2 separate regions of the Mus musculus genome follow, and region 2 is linked to region 1. Evidence: chromatin contacts called from public Hi-C data. All regions are on one chromosome and are shown on one strand. Each heading gives the region's core, a stretch centred on a gene start, on an enhancer-like site or on the middle of the called end of the contact. The rest is flanking DNA. Distances are from core to core; before and after follow the strand shown.

Region 1 (7,381 bases), core at 2,606-5,105:
TCAAGAATCCCTCAGTAAGGATGGCAAAGATGGAGGAGAGACAGACACAGGGTGTTGTGATGAGAGGTGACAGGTGCCTCCACTGTAAAAAACTAAAACAGAGGACAGAAGAGGGTAAGATGATTGCAATTCAAATGAGAGAAAACCAGGGCAGGATTATAGATGCTAATAGAATTAAGGTTAGAAACCCATGAAATTCCTTCTTCTTTTAGGCCAGTGAGAGTGTCAACAATGGTGCAAAGCAATCTAACAGTAAGACACAGTTTATCCTGCAACCCCTCTCCTTCATCCTCCCCTTCCTCCTTGTCCTGAGACAATGGCTAATGGCAGCCAGTAGGCATCTTAAAGCAATGAGACATGCCCACCCGCGTGGTTTGCCCTGGATAGCCCTCCATTGTTCACCACTGCTCATTTCTTCCTTAATCACTCACTGAATGGTTTCATAGATGCCCGTTAGGAGCCAGGCAACGCCCTGATACAGGCTGAAAGCAAAGATATATACAAGATGCACATCCTACCTTTGAGGACATGGATTAGTAAGCTACTGTGAAGAGGTAAGGCTAACCACTGACAAGGGGATGGGATAAAGCCCCACATGTCAGCATCAGAACACCTAGGTCTACAATCCTGGCTTTGCCAATTACTACCTGAATGCCCAGAGCAACTTCCTGATTCCTCTGTGCCTTAGTTTGTCTATATAATGGTGATAATTAGAATTTACCATGTAAGGTTATTGGAAGGGTTATTGGAATGATTCAATGAAGGCTAATGACATATAGCTAAGGGCCAAGTGCTGACATGTCTAAGCAAGCAATGCACAGCACACATTTTTCAGAATACTATTACAAATATTGATAGATCTAGAAACATCAGGTATTGCAGGCATAGAGGAGGGATATGTGTATAGTGACAGAGAAGCATCTTGGAGGAGTTGGAACCCAGACTCCCTAACACTTACATCATCGGTCATAGTCACCTACCTAACAACCAGTCAAATTGACTGTTGGGTATAAAACACTAAGAAAAGGATTCAACAAAGAGAGAAGTGGTTGGGCTAAGGTAAAGAAAGGTAAAGGCTAGGGTAAAGATGCCTTATTTGAGTCGTCAGATACGGATGTGTCTGATTAGCAGGCACATGCCAAGATCCTATCTTAACACACTAAGAAAGCCTCCCCTTGATGTGATCTGGAAAGGCAGTCTCCTGCATGCAATCTTACAGTCTGTGCTTGACTGAGAACAATGGGCCTTGGGTCTGGAACCCTTCCTTAGCAAGAGATGAGGAGCCCACACAGCCAGGGTGAGGCTCGTCACCTTGTGTGGAGCTATCTGTCCCAGTTGTAAGTTCTGCTTATGTTCCTTTGTTCTGTTAAGCATGTAAGTTAGTGGTCCTCAGGGCCACTCCTGCACAGAGAACTCCAGTCCTGAAAGGTACACACTGCTAGCCATCCTGCACCCACTCTAGAGTGAACTGCTAGCCAGGCACAACAGAAGCAGCCGTTGTTACCATTTCTCTGTTTTGTATTTTAACTTGCTAACTCCAGTACTAAACAGCATTAAACAAAAATATTTGAATTTCTATTCCAGAGCTGACATAGAGGCTGTCATTGTTCTCCTCTATGTAGTTGGACTCATCCCATGGCACTGATAACCAGTATAGAATTCTGCTAGACAAAAGTCCCTTAGCATCTTGCCTAAGGCAAATTACTGTCTACATGTCTATCATTATTTGTACATAAACACTCTGTCTGTTACGATTTGAATCTGAAATGTGCCCCATGGCTCATGTGTTTAACACATGGTCTCAAGTTAGGATTGCTATATGGGGAGGTGATAAAAATGCCACAGTATTGGCCAAGTTGAATGAAGTATGTCACTAGGGACATGCCTTTGAGGGCTATACCTGGTCCCCATTAACTTCCCATCTATCTGTTTCTTTTCCACCATGTGGAAACTCGTTTTACTTACAATATACTCCAGAAATGTTAGAACAAGCAACCCTGTTGAAAGTAATATTTAATACCCTATGTCATAATAAACTATTCTTTAAACTATTTCAGGTAATTTGTCATAGTAATGAAAAGTCAGATTAATATACTATCCATAGTTATTATTATACTGACATTTGGCTGTATGATTGTCTTGGATATTGAACAAGTTACTAACCCTCCACAAATCTGTGGTGCTATCTTGTTTTTTAATTTGTACCAAGGAGATAATAACTGAAATCTTAAGGTAGTTGATATATTTAAGAGTCTATTCTCACACAATGGCTGTCAGTATAATTGACAAAATAAATATACACTAACTGGTTGTTACTGTGCTAATATATGATGAGAATGATGTTGATGAGGGTGAAAATTTTAATAAAGATGAAGAGGAAGAAGAAGAAGAAGAAGAAGAAGAAGAAGAAGAAGAAGAAGAAGAAGAAGAAGAAGAAGAAGAAGAAGAAGAAGTAGTTGTGGAAATAACACAGGGTAAAAAACACAGATTTTTATAAATTCCCTTATGCAGTTTATCCCTTCCAAAGGATTGTGTGTATCTAATAATTGACATCACTTCATTCAGCTTAGTATTCTCTGTAGGCTAAAAGTGTCACTTTTCAAAGAAATATAGATTAGACTCATTGTTGATTGCATTAAATGTGTGGGAGACAGACATGTTTGTTCACTCTGAATTCTTAAAATGCCTGGCTCAGACTTCCCAATCATAGACCATAGCTCAGCAGACAAAGGCAAACAGCATAGTGATCTGGATATGATCAGGTAGAACTATAAATCATGATGAGGGTTGAAATTGAATCAAACAGGGGGCACCTGTGCACACTATTTCAAATGCAAGCAATGGGGAGAACACAGACTTGTAAAATAAACTAAGTTTGCTGCCTACCAGACAACAATGCCTTCTACCCACCTGTAACTTGTGCTACCTCCTAGCTTCTAGAAATAATTTGGAGACTCTGCTGTCACAAGAATGTTTTGGAGCATCGTAAAAGGCAGTGAGCATTCCTGACCAAGGAGGTGATTTTGAGAAAGTAGGTGGAGCTATGGTGGGGGCATAAGTGAGCACGAGGAAGAATGGTTGACTCTCTGAGCAGATGCTGCATATCTTGTTAATACTTTTTAAGGTTTCTGAATACTAACAATTCTCCTTGATGTCAGAAAAGCAGATTCCAACCGTTCAAGAGAAAAACTACCAGGCTTAGTTGATGTGAGAAAATGTCTGTTCTTAGTTGTGAAGCAGGAATAATGGTTCATGGGGATGATGAGAATGTCGACTGTGTCTTAGAAGTCCTATGTCTTAGACATCCCCAGTAATGGATGCAGTAATGGATAGAGAAAACAGGCAGACTCAAAACAGGCAGCAGAGTTACTGAGAGCCTGAGCCATAGCTTTATGTACAGCTGATGTTGGCTCAGGCCCTAAGGAAGCCATAAGACAAAAAGAGAAGTAAGGGTAATGAGAGACTTGCAGACTTCCAGTCTGGAATTCATCCAGAGGGTTCCCATCCCTGCCACTCCTCCCATCAAACATATGCAAATGGAAATGGTAATAAACTCAGATAATGATAGAGTCAGCATTTAAACTCACCATAGAAAGCATAAATTACAGGGGAAGCTGTTACAGATACAAAGGCTGGATGCTTTATTGTTGGAAGAGAGGGTATTCTAATGCGCAGGTGCTAACTGGGTGTCTCAGGCCAGGCAGGAAGTCTCAGAGGACGCTTCCTACAAGGCAACAAACCCTGAAGTTGGTCTGTCCTGCTGCAAAGCGTGGAAGCTGCTCTAAGAGGCTCCATGGCACTCTTTTATGCAGCTGAATGATGCTGCTCACATGCTGCTGCCTGAGTCATACCACTCAAGCTTCACCGGTTCCCTTGCTGCTGCTGGAGCATCTGGGCAGATGCTTCTCCTGTACTGGGTACCATATCACCACTTCATCCTCTAGATAAGCTGTGGTTGCCTCTTTCATCTCCTTCAGCTCGATGCTCAAAGGTCCTTTTCTCTAACGAGGCTTACACCAGCTTCTCTATTTATTATTCCGGTTCTCTGCCCCTTACCCTTGTCTTGCTCATAGTATTTATCACCTTTTAATATACTATATAATTTATTTTTGTTACACACTTTTCTTATTTATTACTATTATGGTTTACTACCTGTCTTCATCCAATAAAATATAAACTCCGTGAGAGTAAGAAATTCAGTCAGTGTTTTTGCCCCCACAAATACATAGAAGAGCCTAGGACACGAGGGTGCTTATTAATTGAAGTTTGCTAAGCACATAGTTAAAAACTGCCTTCTTGGAAGGAGACACTTCTCCATAGAGGTAGCCACATTTCCAAGATGCTTAGAGCATTGCTGGCTCCAGTCCTCTCCCAAATCTGTAGTATGTCACTGGCACAGGATGCAGTGCTCTTGCCAATTAGTGCAACACATATGGCTCTGAAGTAGATCATCTCCCAAGAATTAAAAGGGAAGCAGAGGAGCCCAGAGGCCTGGGGCACACACACCCATGTGATTTATTCTGTATTCACATAAAGACCTACCTGAAAAGTTATTATTGATTATGACTTTTAGAACTTAGAGTGAACTCATATCTCATGCAATTCTCTTATTTGATAAATAAGACGTGGTAGATTAAATGCCTTTCTCCGGCTCACACATCCAATTAGTGGGAGCAAGGAAATCAAGCCCCAGGTCTGTTAATTCCCAAATGTGCATATCCTACCATATCATTGCTTGTGTGGTTGTACTGTGTGAGACTTTTATGAAGATCTCCCATGAATCACTCTGTGCAGTTACTTTTAAGGTCCCTGTCAGGGAGTCACTTTTAATAGCACCCAGGGCATCACCATTTCAGCACCTCTACACCAGGAACAGCAAACAGCCCTGATTTTCTTTCAGTCTATGCTTTAGTAACCATCTGACTCTTTTCATTTTCATGTATTTGATTACCCAGTGCTTCCAGTGTTTGCTTTAAAGAGTATTTTAGAAGATTACATGATCCATGCCTGCTTCTTAATAATTTGAATGTGTAGTGATCTAAATAGGCTTTGCAATTTCTGATATTATAGTAAAAATGCCCAAAGCAAATTCTAAAAACTAGTGATACTAAATAAATCGCTATACATCTATACACTTAAACAAATATAAAAAAAAAAAACTTTTCTTCAGCATCTTTTAAAAAGCACATCACAAATTTTCAAGAGAGGAATGTGGAACACATTGTCTCTCTGTCTAAATTTACCATAAAGCCCTTTATTGTTAGACAACTCGTGGATCTGATGAAAGCTTTCTTGAGAAATTGCTTCTCTACAAGGTCAAAACATCTAAGGACAAAAGAGAAGGAACTGTAGGAAGCACTGGAGAAGAAAAGCAGGCGCTAAGATAAATACAGAATAAATTGGCAGGCTTTGGAGTCCAAGAATCCTGGAGCTGTAGCATAATAAAAAAATACAAAGATTAATCAAAAAATGCACCAGATCTTTCAAGATAAAAGGCCTTTTTCCTAGACGTAGGAAGTGGGACTTCCCCCATCGGATGCCCAGCCACTCATTAGCAGGGCCCAAGCCTCTGAGATTCTAACTATAAATCAGCAAGGGTCTGAAATCCATCCGTAAGCCTCTGATTTTTAGCAGCTTATGCCTTTCCAGAAGAATTACCTTGCCTACAAAATGGCTTCTGCCCAGGGCTGGGAAAGTTTTCACAAAATGCATTTAGCTACTATCTGAGGATCTCAAGTCACTGAGCTAAATGCAAGCATACTTTTGTTAAAAATCACACTCAACTCGATATTGAGGTTTATTACAGACTTTCTCTAGTTTTCATTATCCTTTTATGTAATCTCAGCTGGGATGATTTGCCTGTATTCTTTCCAGTAGAATCTTATTACTCCCAAGACACAACAGAGCATCACCAACCCAGTACAGAGAGCTACAAGGCTGCATCTGGATTAGAAAAGGGGGTCTATTTATACCCAAATTAATAGGCAGAATTTAGCATAACACTTGCAGTCTCTCTGCTGATAGAATGAAAAGGGATAAAATGCAGGTCCTCTTCCATTCTTCTTCACTGTATTGTCTGCCCTTAGTATGCTTGTCACATGGCCTGGAGCAGTGTGATCTAGTAATGATAGGCCTGGGTGCCACAAAGGAGGGGAGATCCAGCTGCACTGGGGAATTCAGGGGACATCTCAGACAGCTGGCCCAGCCCTCACCACTCATGTGTTTCAGGGAAGCACACTCAGGATGCTGCTGTTCCTATTTGTACATGATTCCTCTAAGGACAAAACTTAACATTGGGTCAGGGCTAAACACAACTTCTTGTCTAACAACTAGAGGGCAAGATAACCTTGAACTCTGCCCAAAGTAAACAATCCTGAGCTTGCAGAAGTCTTTGATTCCATGTCAGTTGGAAAAATCTTTTAAGTTTGTGCTCAAATTAACTTGACTAGAGTCTTCCAACTGAGCTATAAGGAAAAACTAAACACTGTCTCTTTCTGTAACTTTAACTAACTAAGCATGTATTGTCAAAGATATGGGAAATGCTTCCATAAGGGAGGATGAGGAGTTAAACGCTTAAACCTATAAAATGTAAGAGTAAGTGACCATTTCATAAATCTGAAGGGACAGAAGAAAATAAAGATTCCTTCCATAGCAGTTCTAGTTAAGTACAGATTGTGCTAGCGGCTCCCAGGAAACTGCGAAGAACTAGGTGTGCCTTCTTAAATATATTTGTGTCTAGATCTGCCTATTCCATTCCCATGACAAGTCTTCCATTTTCCTCTGTACCTGCTCTGTCTCAGTGCCAGGAACAGTAACCTAGGTTTACTCAGTTGCTGTGGATAGACATAAGAAACTTCCAGATGCTTCTCTGGAGTCTAACTTATTGAGTTCTTAATGGGGTACAGAGCTAAACAAAGAATTCTCAACTGAGGAATAACAAATGGATGAGAAGCACCTAATGAAATGTTCAACATTCTTAGTCATCAGGGAAATGCAAATCAAAACAACCCCAAGATTCCACCTCACACCAGTCAGAATGGCTAAGATCAAAAACTCAGGTGACAGCAGATGCTGGTGAGGATATAGAGTAGAGGAACACTACTCCATTGCTGGTGGGATTGCAAGCTGATACAACTGCTCCGGAAATCAGTATGGCCATTCCTCAGAAAATTGGGCATAATACTACCTGAGGACCCAGCAATACCACTCTTGGGTATACCCAGAAGATGCTCCAACATGTAATAAGAACACATGCTCTACTATGTTCATAGCAGCCTTATTTACAATAGCCAGAAGCTGGAAAGAACCCAGATGTCCTTCAACAAAGGAATGGATACAGAAAATGTGGCACATTTACACAATGGAGTACTACTCAGCTATT
Region 2 (7,381 bases), core at 3,388-5,887, 400 kb before region 1:
TCTCCTTTCTCCCCATCCCACTGCAGCCTTCAGTGAAGCCACAGCACCCTGGCTCTTGGCTGTGCCATGGTGTTTTCTGGCAGTGCCCTCTGCTGTCCTACTCTCTGCTTCCTGGGGGTTCCTGAGCCTCAAGACTCTGTAAACATTATCTCCTCTGTGTAGGCTTCTCCGAGACTCTGGGACAGAATTAATTGCCTCCTCCTCTGTACTCCCACACTTCTTGCTCAAATCTCTCTCACTCTATTCACCATGTAATGATTCGTTTATGTAGCTTGGGCAGTGGTGTTGACATTGGGATTCTAAGACACAGTTCTTCCGGGGTATTTAATACAGACAGCAAATTATTGGAAGGCAGGCCCTATCCTCCAGCACAAGAGATGGAGCCAAGGCTAACAGACACAAAGCCTTGTTCTCTAGGTGCTTCCATTATGTGGGAAACATGGCTCTGTGGATCATGGGGTCATTGCTGATAGTGGCTGACATTTTCACAGCATTTATGTGTCAGGCCCTGTAGGGAAACCACCTCTCATTTACTTATTACAGTGATCCTGTACACTAAGTTTATCCTTTCTATCTTATGTAAGATAAATCGGAACTTCAGAGACACGAAGGAACTGTGGCTGGAGAGATGGCTCAGTGGTTAAGAGTACGGGCTGCTCTTCTAGAGGACCTGAGCTCAGTTGCCAGCACCCAGAACAGGCAGCTCGAAACTGCTTATAACTCTAGCTCCAGGGGAATCTAATGCCCTCTTCTGGCCACTGTGAACATCAGCACACATGTAACACATGTGCAAATACAAGCACATACATACCCATAAATAAAAATATGTTTAAATATTTTATATTTAATAAACATAATACATTAAATATATAAGTATATGTAATATATTTAATATAATATATTTTAAAGAAATGTGTATTTACTATGCATTAAATGATTTATTTAATATTTATTAAATGTAAATTCAATATATATTAAGTAAATATGTTTAACAGAGAGTGGGACAAGGTAGGGAAACTAGTCCAAAGTCACACAGCTAGAATGATGGGGAGTTGGTATTCCACAAAGTTTAGGTCCTGAGTCTATAGGCCTTAATATGGTCTTCACAAAAGTAACCTTCCAGGCCAGTAATCAAATGAGACATCTATTGGTAGTGCAAGATATTGTAGGAGCGCATGACTAGGGTAGTGTTCTGGGAGGAACTTTTCTTGGAGGCTATAGCTAATTTGGTGCTCTGGATTGAGGATAAGGATGAGTCTGGGCATTCAAAGAGGGAGCTAGGGGAACAGAGGCTTCCGTTGATGTGGTCCAAGGAGTATCACATTCAGGATGGTGACAGTTCAGATGCCTTCAAACTTCCCCTCCCCCAGACTATTTGTTCCTCCAGTTCTTTTCGATGACCACACATCTCATAAAGCATCCAGCTTGCTGCTCTTGACAAGGATAGAAAGAGATGACATGATGACATGTGAAAACACACATGCACACACACACACACACACACACACACACACACACACACACAAACACACACACACACACACCACGGCTTTACTAAATCACTTTTATTTTACTTTTCTCCTGTGAACGAAGTGTCACTCAGAACCTTAGTGGAGTGACAGGCACAGCAAAGGCCAGAGACAACCCAGAGGTATGAGCAAAAGGGAATAAGGTGAAAACCGAACTGGGCTAGAGGGAGAAAGAAAGAGAATCTGCACTTGATCTTAGCCAAAAGGCTGAGAAGCAATGAGAAAGGGAATCTGATCAGGGAGGGGCATGCGGAACAGAAAGCTTACGAGATGGTGACAGGACAGCTGGGTGGCAGCTGGGTCATTATGTCAATCTCCACTGGCATCCTACACATGCATCTATCCATTTGTTTGTCCTTTGTGAATATTTTATAATAAAAGTTAAAGAAATGATTTGAAAAGCAGGCCAAAGCTAGCTGGAACAAGCTCATAAATATTTAAGATACATCTTGAAATGAGTAGAACTTGCACTGGGCTCATTTTTGTTGTAATATCTCACTTAATTTTCATTCCTACCTCATGAAGGGAGCGCCATTCTTATTTTATAGACTAAAACCGAGGAAAGTAAGTTCAAAGGACGTAGCCTCAGGTTCTGATTAGTGCATAAGAGTTTCTGACTTACAGTCTGGGAGGCTCTGAGCTATCAGGAGGGGAAAGACCAAGTTCCTAGTCAGAGCAGCTCCAGTCCTGTGTTGGTTACTAACCAGCTGTGCAACATCAGCTAGGTTATAGAACACTCATGAACTATGGTACCTCCACCTAAAAATGGAAATGATAACATCTTCTGAGTATTAGAGACAATGATTGACAAATATCCAAGAAGGACTTGCCTCAAAATGGGCATTCAGAAAATGGTAACTGCTGTTTCTGTGTCTCCAAAGACAAACACTTGAGAGATGTTGACTTCCATAGAGGTGAAAGCTGGGACCCCAGCATAGCCAACAAGATTCGGTACCACCTTTAATTCTCGCTGCTGGGGGAGATGAATCAGGTATTTCCTTAAGAACCCTTACCAACCGCCAGGTCCTATAGTGCTTTCCAGGTATTTTCTCCTTGGATCTTGGGATAAACCTCCTAAAGTGGGGCATTTTCTGTTTATGAGTAAGGAAATGGAAGTTCCCAGAGACTGAATGACCCATTTCAGGCTTCTGAGTGTGGGTGAGTTCACACTTGACCCTAAATCTATCCGATGCAGAAGCCCTTTGCTTGAACGTTAGACTTTGCAACTCATCCTTGTTCCTAGGCTGTGTCCTGGGGGGGAAGGTAGCTCTGTGGTCAAGGTAAGAGAAGCTGTTGATATCTGACTGTTTCTTAAGTAGAAGCATTGTTAACTCTGAAGGGATTCCTGGGAGCAGGCCACCAGGGCTGGTAGATGGTAAAAGGTGACCCAAACTCAAACACTGGGAATGCAAAAGCAGGCAAAACAAACCAAAACAGAAATGCAGACAGAGCCCTGAAGAGTCTCTAGTGCAAAGCTTTACACGGCCTGTTCACTTAGTGCACGCATGCTGAGTATTCCAAGGGCCTTTCTGAAGACAGGTGTGTGTGTGTGTTTTCAAAAGAGCAAGGCTTTCAAAACAAAATTAGAGCAGAGTCTCCTTAGGTGTGGAGGAAGGGTTTCCTGAACTTCACAAGATTTTTAACCTTTTAGGAAGGCAGAGGGCTTTCATTAATAAATCTTCATCTAGAATTCTAATACACCCAGCCAATGCATATGGAAGGCTCTCCTTGGGGCAGGCGTAGGTGCCTGGAGCTGGGTCATCCCACACTTCTCTCCCCAGCCAAAAGTTCTGCCCAAGGCACCTCCTGGTTAGAACAGAAAACGCACTTGGAGACACACTGAAAAATATGTACTATAGAGATCCTTCCAAAAGCAAGCCTTGCCATTTTTAAAAAAAAAATAATAGGTGATATATTAAAATTGATCATAAAATCTAAGACCTTTGCCAACACAGACACATCTGTGACATTCCGTGAGACTAGGAAAAATTACTGCTCTCTCTTATTCTCAATGATTGAAAATGCATAAAATTCAATGTCTATGAATAAACACCTGCTGTGTGCCAGGAACTGTACCAGGCACCGACTATGCTTACATGTGCAGTCTCCTCCAATTCCAACACCCTCCACCCCCCACACAAAGGAAGCGCCCCTCACTATACTCAATAAAAATGAGAAGAATTGAGTAAGAAGAGTTGCTTGCCACTGATCTGAGATCTCAGCAGTTGGGGAATAATGGTACTGGGAATTTTTGTTTGCTTGCTTTTAGACAGGGTCATGGTGTGTCTTCTGGCTGGCATGGCCTGGAATTTGATATGTAGACCAGGCTGCATCTCAAAGAGACCCTCCCAAGTCTCTGTCTCCCCAAGTGCTAAGATTAAAGGTATCCCCACCAAACCTGGCAGTGTTAGGATTTTAACAGTGGATTGAATGAATTAGAGAGTGTGACTTTGGTCACTAATCCCTAAATCTACATTGGATGGAAATAATATTTATTAACCTATCTCATAGTTTTTTTTTACTGGAGACCAGCATGCTTCGGCTGTGAGATTTTACCTCACCTCTTTGCCTTCACAAAGCATTCCTGTCCTCCAAGACCCTTGCAGCAGATCTGCTTCCTTGGCTCTTCCTGATCCTCTAGGTCAGGGGCAGCTTCTTTTCCAGGGTCCAGGCCCAGTAGCAGCAGTGTTGGAAGGTATCCACTTCTATTCCTCACTTGGGAGCTTCATGCAGGGCACAGCATCCTGAGCTGGAGGTGGCCGGACTGGAGCCCAGATTTCAGTTGAATTACTGGGATAGTGTGGGGTCTAGGCTCCAGAGAAGTCCTTGTAATCCCCTTGAGGAATAGAAATGCCTAGGCGGTGCATAACTACTGCAGGGGCAACTCATTTCTGCCTCCCCTTCACTGTATCTGGCCACTTAGCATACTATAAATATGTTGTCACACAAGGAATGGGTGCAGGTGATGAGCAGCGTCCCTGTGGGTGATAGGTCCCCAGAGACTTCCTGAACACTGTGCCTCTTCCTAGGTCTTTGGCCTTGGGAATTTGAGACTCAGAAATCACAGAGTAAGGCCAGTATCCTCACGAAGCCTCCAGGCTCTGGAGACCCCTAGAGGCAAAATTATGTGTTACGAGTCCCCCCTCACCTCCGAAGCCAGGAAGGTTCTTGCCTAGAGATGATTGGCCTTTCCTAAAAGCCTTACATAAAGCACACTTGCAGCAAGTTCAGAAGGCATAGCCTGGCACATGTGTGAGTGTGCGTGTGCGTGGATATAGAGGGGTGAGAAAGGCTGGCAACATTTGTAGAAGCAATCCTATCCAGAACTAAGCTGATTAGTTCCGGTCCCTTCTCTGCCTGACTGAGCCATGCTCCTTTGTGCCTGACAGCCAGCATCTCTCTCAGTCCCTGCAGTCCTGAGACTGCCCTTCTTGGCAACTCCCTACCACCTCCATCAAGGCGACAGTTTCCCTAAGGCCCCTTCACGCGTCTCAGTAACTTGATCAACTCATTTGTGCTGAAGTATTAATGACTAATAATGATTTAATGTGCTGTCTCCCAATTAACACTGAAGCATTTCAAAAGAGAAATTCACAGATTTTTAACCTAAGTGAAAGACTCATGTTTTTCCCTTTTCAGAAGGATTACAGGCCCCTCAAAATGTACAGAACAGACAGTTGCCTGGATAACAGCCCCTCCTAGCAACATTTGAAAGCATTGTATAGGAGCTTACATAGAATCACCTAACAGAGTCCTTCTCCAATCCACAATCATTAAAGATAATGCCTGTCTACATAACCCCCACCAGGAGAAGAAAACTAGGATGCAAGAGTTGACATAGCTAGCTCCTTGTGTTTCCATAGCAAAACCTAGATGCTCAATGGCTTTTCCTTCACTTGTGGGAAAGACCTTAGTCACTGAGGGAAGAGGTTCAGACACTACTAATCAGAGTGCAGATCTGTGGTGATAAGAATATGTTTTCATTTTAATCCCCAGGGTGGGGATATGGGGCTGCTTTGGACTTTCCTCAGCAGCTGACTATAATTTGCCTCGTGCTCTAGCAGAGAAGTGGCTTTGCCAGCTGAAGATAATTTATGTGGCTGTGTGTCATTTGGAATTCTGGGAACTTTTCAGAGGTTATATAAATGGTAGAGCCAAGATGGACATGGTTGGGGGGTTGGGGGTTAGGAGTTGGTGGGGGAGGGTGCATTGATTGGGGTTTATTAGTAGTCATGCTCAAAGAAGAAAAAAAGAAGAAAGAAATAAGATTCAGAGATCTTTCTCTCTCTCTTTCTCCCCTCTATCCTTTCTCTCCTATCTAGAGATATGGGATAAAATGGGGGGGTGGGATAAGGAGTGTGAAAAAGAAGAAACCACCAGTAGCAAAACCCAGCACAAGCTACACAGATCTTTGACAGACTCTGCTCAGGGCTGATCATGTGATCTTGCCCAGTTACTTTTCTGCTCAAGCCTCAGTGCACACAACTATTAAATGAATATAGCAAAATTCACAGCCCAGAATTGCTTGGTGCATGAAATATTGCAGAATTATCACCTATAATGTCTAGTGTTTGAAGAATGTCCGTTCTGTGACAGTTCTGTTCCTAATCTTACTTTTATTTTTATTGTTTTTTCCCCTATCTTAAGCTTCCAGTGCAGGGCAGCATGCAAATGCTGTATTTATTGATCACTTAGAAGATTCCCCAGCAGTCCGACCTCCTAGGCGTGGTTGGTTTGGTAATGAACTGGATGTCTTTCCAGATGAAGGCATTGTATGAAATTTATTTTCTCCCCCTATGCTTGATTTCTTTAAATGTATCTCACAAATGCAGCGAGTGAAATGGATTTGGCAGTGACTTAGAAAGACTTAATGCATTTCAGAAAGGGGGGGGAAGCTATAACAAAACCTGGTTTGTTTTTGTGATATATGGTTCATGTGATATGACAAAACTCCATTTTTACGCTTAGGAAAATTGGCTAATTTTAAAACAGTTGACACATGCCATATGCATATAGAGTAATGATAGATTTTGCTCAGGCAAACAACAGAGGAACACAGGGCCAGAAATATCTGCTGGGGCTTTCATCAGTTAAATTCTTAGTTTATGGCAATCCTTCCCGGCATAGGAGCAAGGAGGGACACAGAAAGTGGACTCCCAGTGGCCTCAAGTACTTGAGTCAGATATTTGATCATAAAAACACCATCTACCAAGAATAGAATACAGACATTGTGTTTTTATGGGAATTGTGTTGAATGGGAAGAGGAAGCTACCCCACACAGCAAGCTTTAAGTGCCAGACTTTAAACAGTCCTAAAAAATATTAGCCAGAAAGGGGGTACAAATGACAAAAGGGATGTGAAATTGATTAGAACCCCTGATTTGTGTTTCAGAGCTTTTTCTGGTCACTTCTCTTGTTGGGAACACACACAGTGTTTGGCACTTAAAATGTTCTTTGAGATCCTCCTGTAAATAGTTCTGCATACCTCTGTGCCTCGGTCAGAAACCCAGGCCCGTGTGGGCTGATGGTGTGCCGTCTTCTGGACTCAAAGCATTTTATTTAATTTCATTTTATATATATCAAGACATGATTTAATTAGTAAGTACAGAAAAAAAGTCAAAGACCTTAGAGGTTTATGGTCAGGTCTCCAGGACCCAGCAGCCTGACATTCTAATCCTGTTATTTCTCACCTTAACCCGAACAGAGTCGGCAGAGTCGGTTTTCTTTCTTCCCATAATTCATTAGTTATTAAGTTTTCTCTTCTTTTATTTTTCTTTTGTATCCTTTGCTTTGTGTGACTCTTCAGGCTGGTCCACCGCTGCACTTTTTCCTCCTCCTCAGGATATCATAAAA

What was found. Hi-C and Micro-C count contacts between places; a contact is called where the count stands out from the background.
Region 2: a contact with region 1 is called in a Hi-C map of cortical neurons, with 2.0 times the contacts expected there. The contact joins two enhancer-like sites. A contact is called at or near these places in 3 of 39 promoter capture datasets (embryonic stem cells, pre-B cells and trophoblast stem cells) and 1 of 484 Hi-C or Micro-C datasets (cortical neurons).

Annotation. Positions count from the first base shown.
Region 1 is chr1:157,936,730-157,944,110 of GRCm38.p6, reverse strand. No RefSeq gene overlaps it. Among named protein-coding and RNA genes, the nearest start is that of Gm51655, 190 kb to the right of the region's middle. Within about 2 kb of position 3,855, at least 17 of the 459 cell types and tissues checked have an H3K27ac peak or open chromatin away from gene starts, as enhancers often do. A contact at or near this core is called in cortical neurons, where this site is marked.
Region 2 is chr1:158,340,842-158,348,222 of GRCm38.p6, reverse strand. All of the region lies in intron 1 of Brinp2 (bone morphogenic protein/retinoic acid inducible neural-specific 2), which reads left to right. Among named protein-coding and RNA genes, the nearest start is that of Brinp2, 12 kb to the left of the region's middle. Within about 2 kb of position 4,637, at least 13 of the 459 cell types and tissues checked have an H3K27ac peak or open chromatin away from gene starts, as enhancers often do. A contact at or near this core is called in cortical neurons, where this site is marked.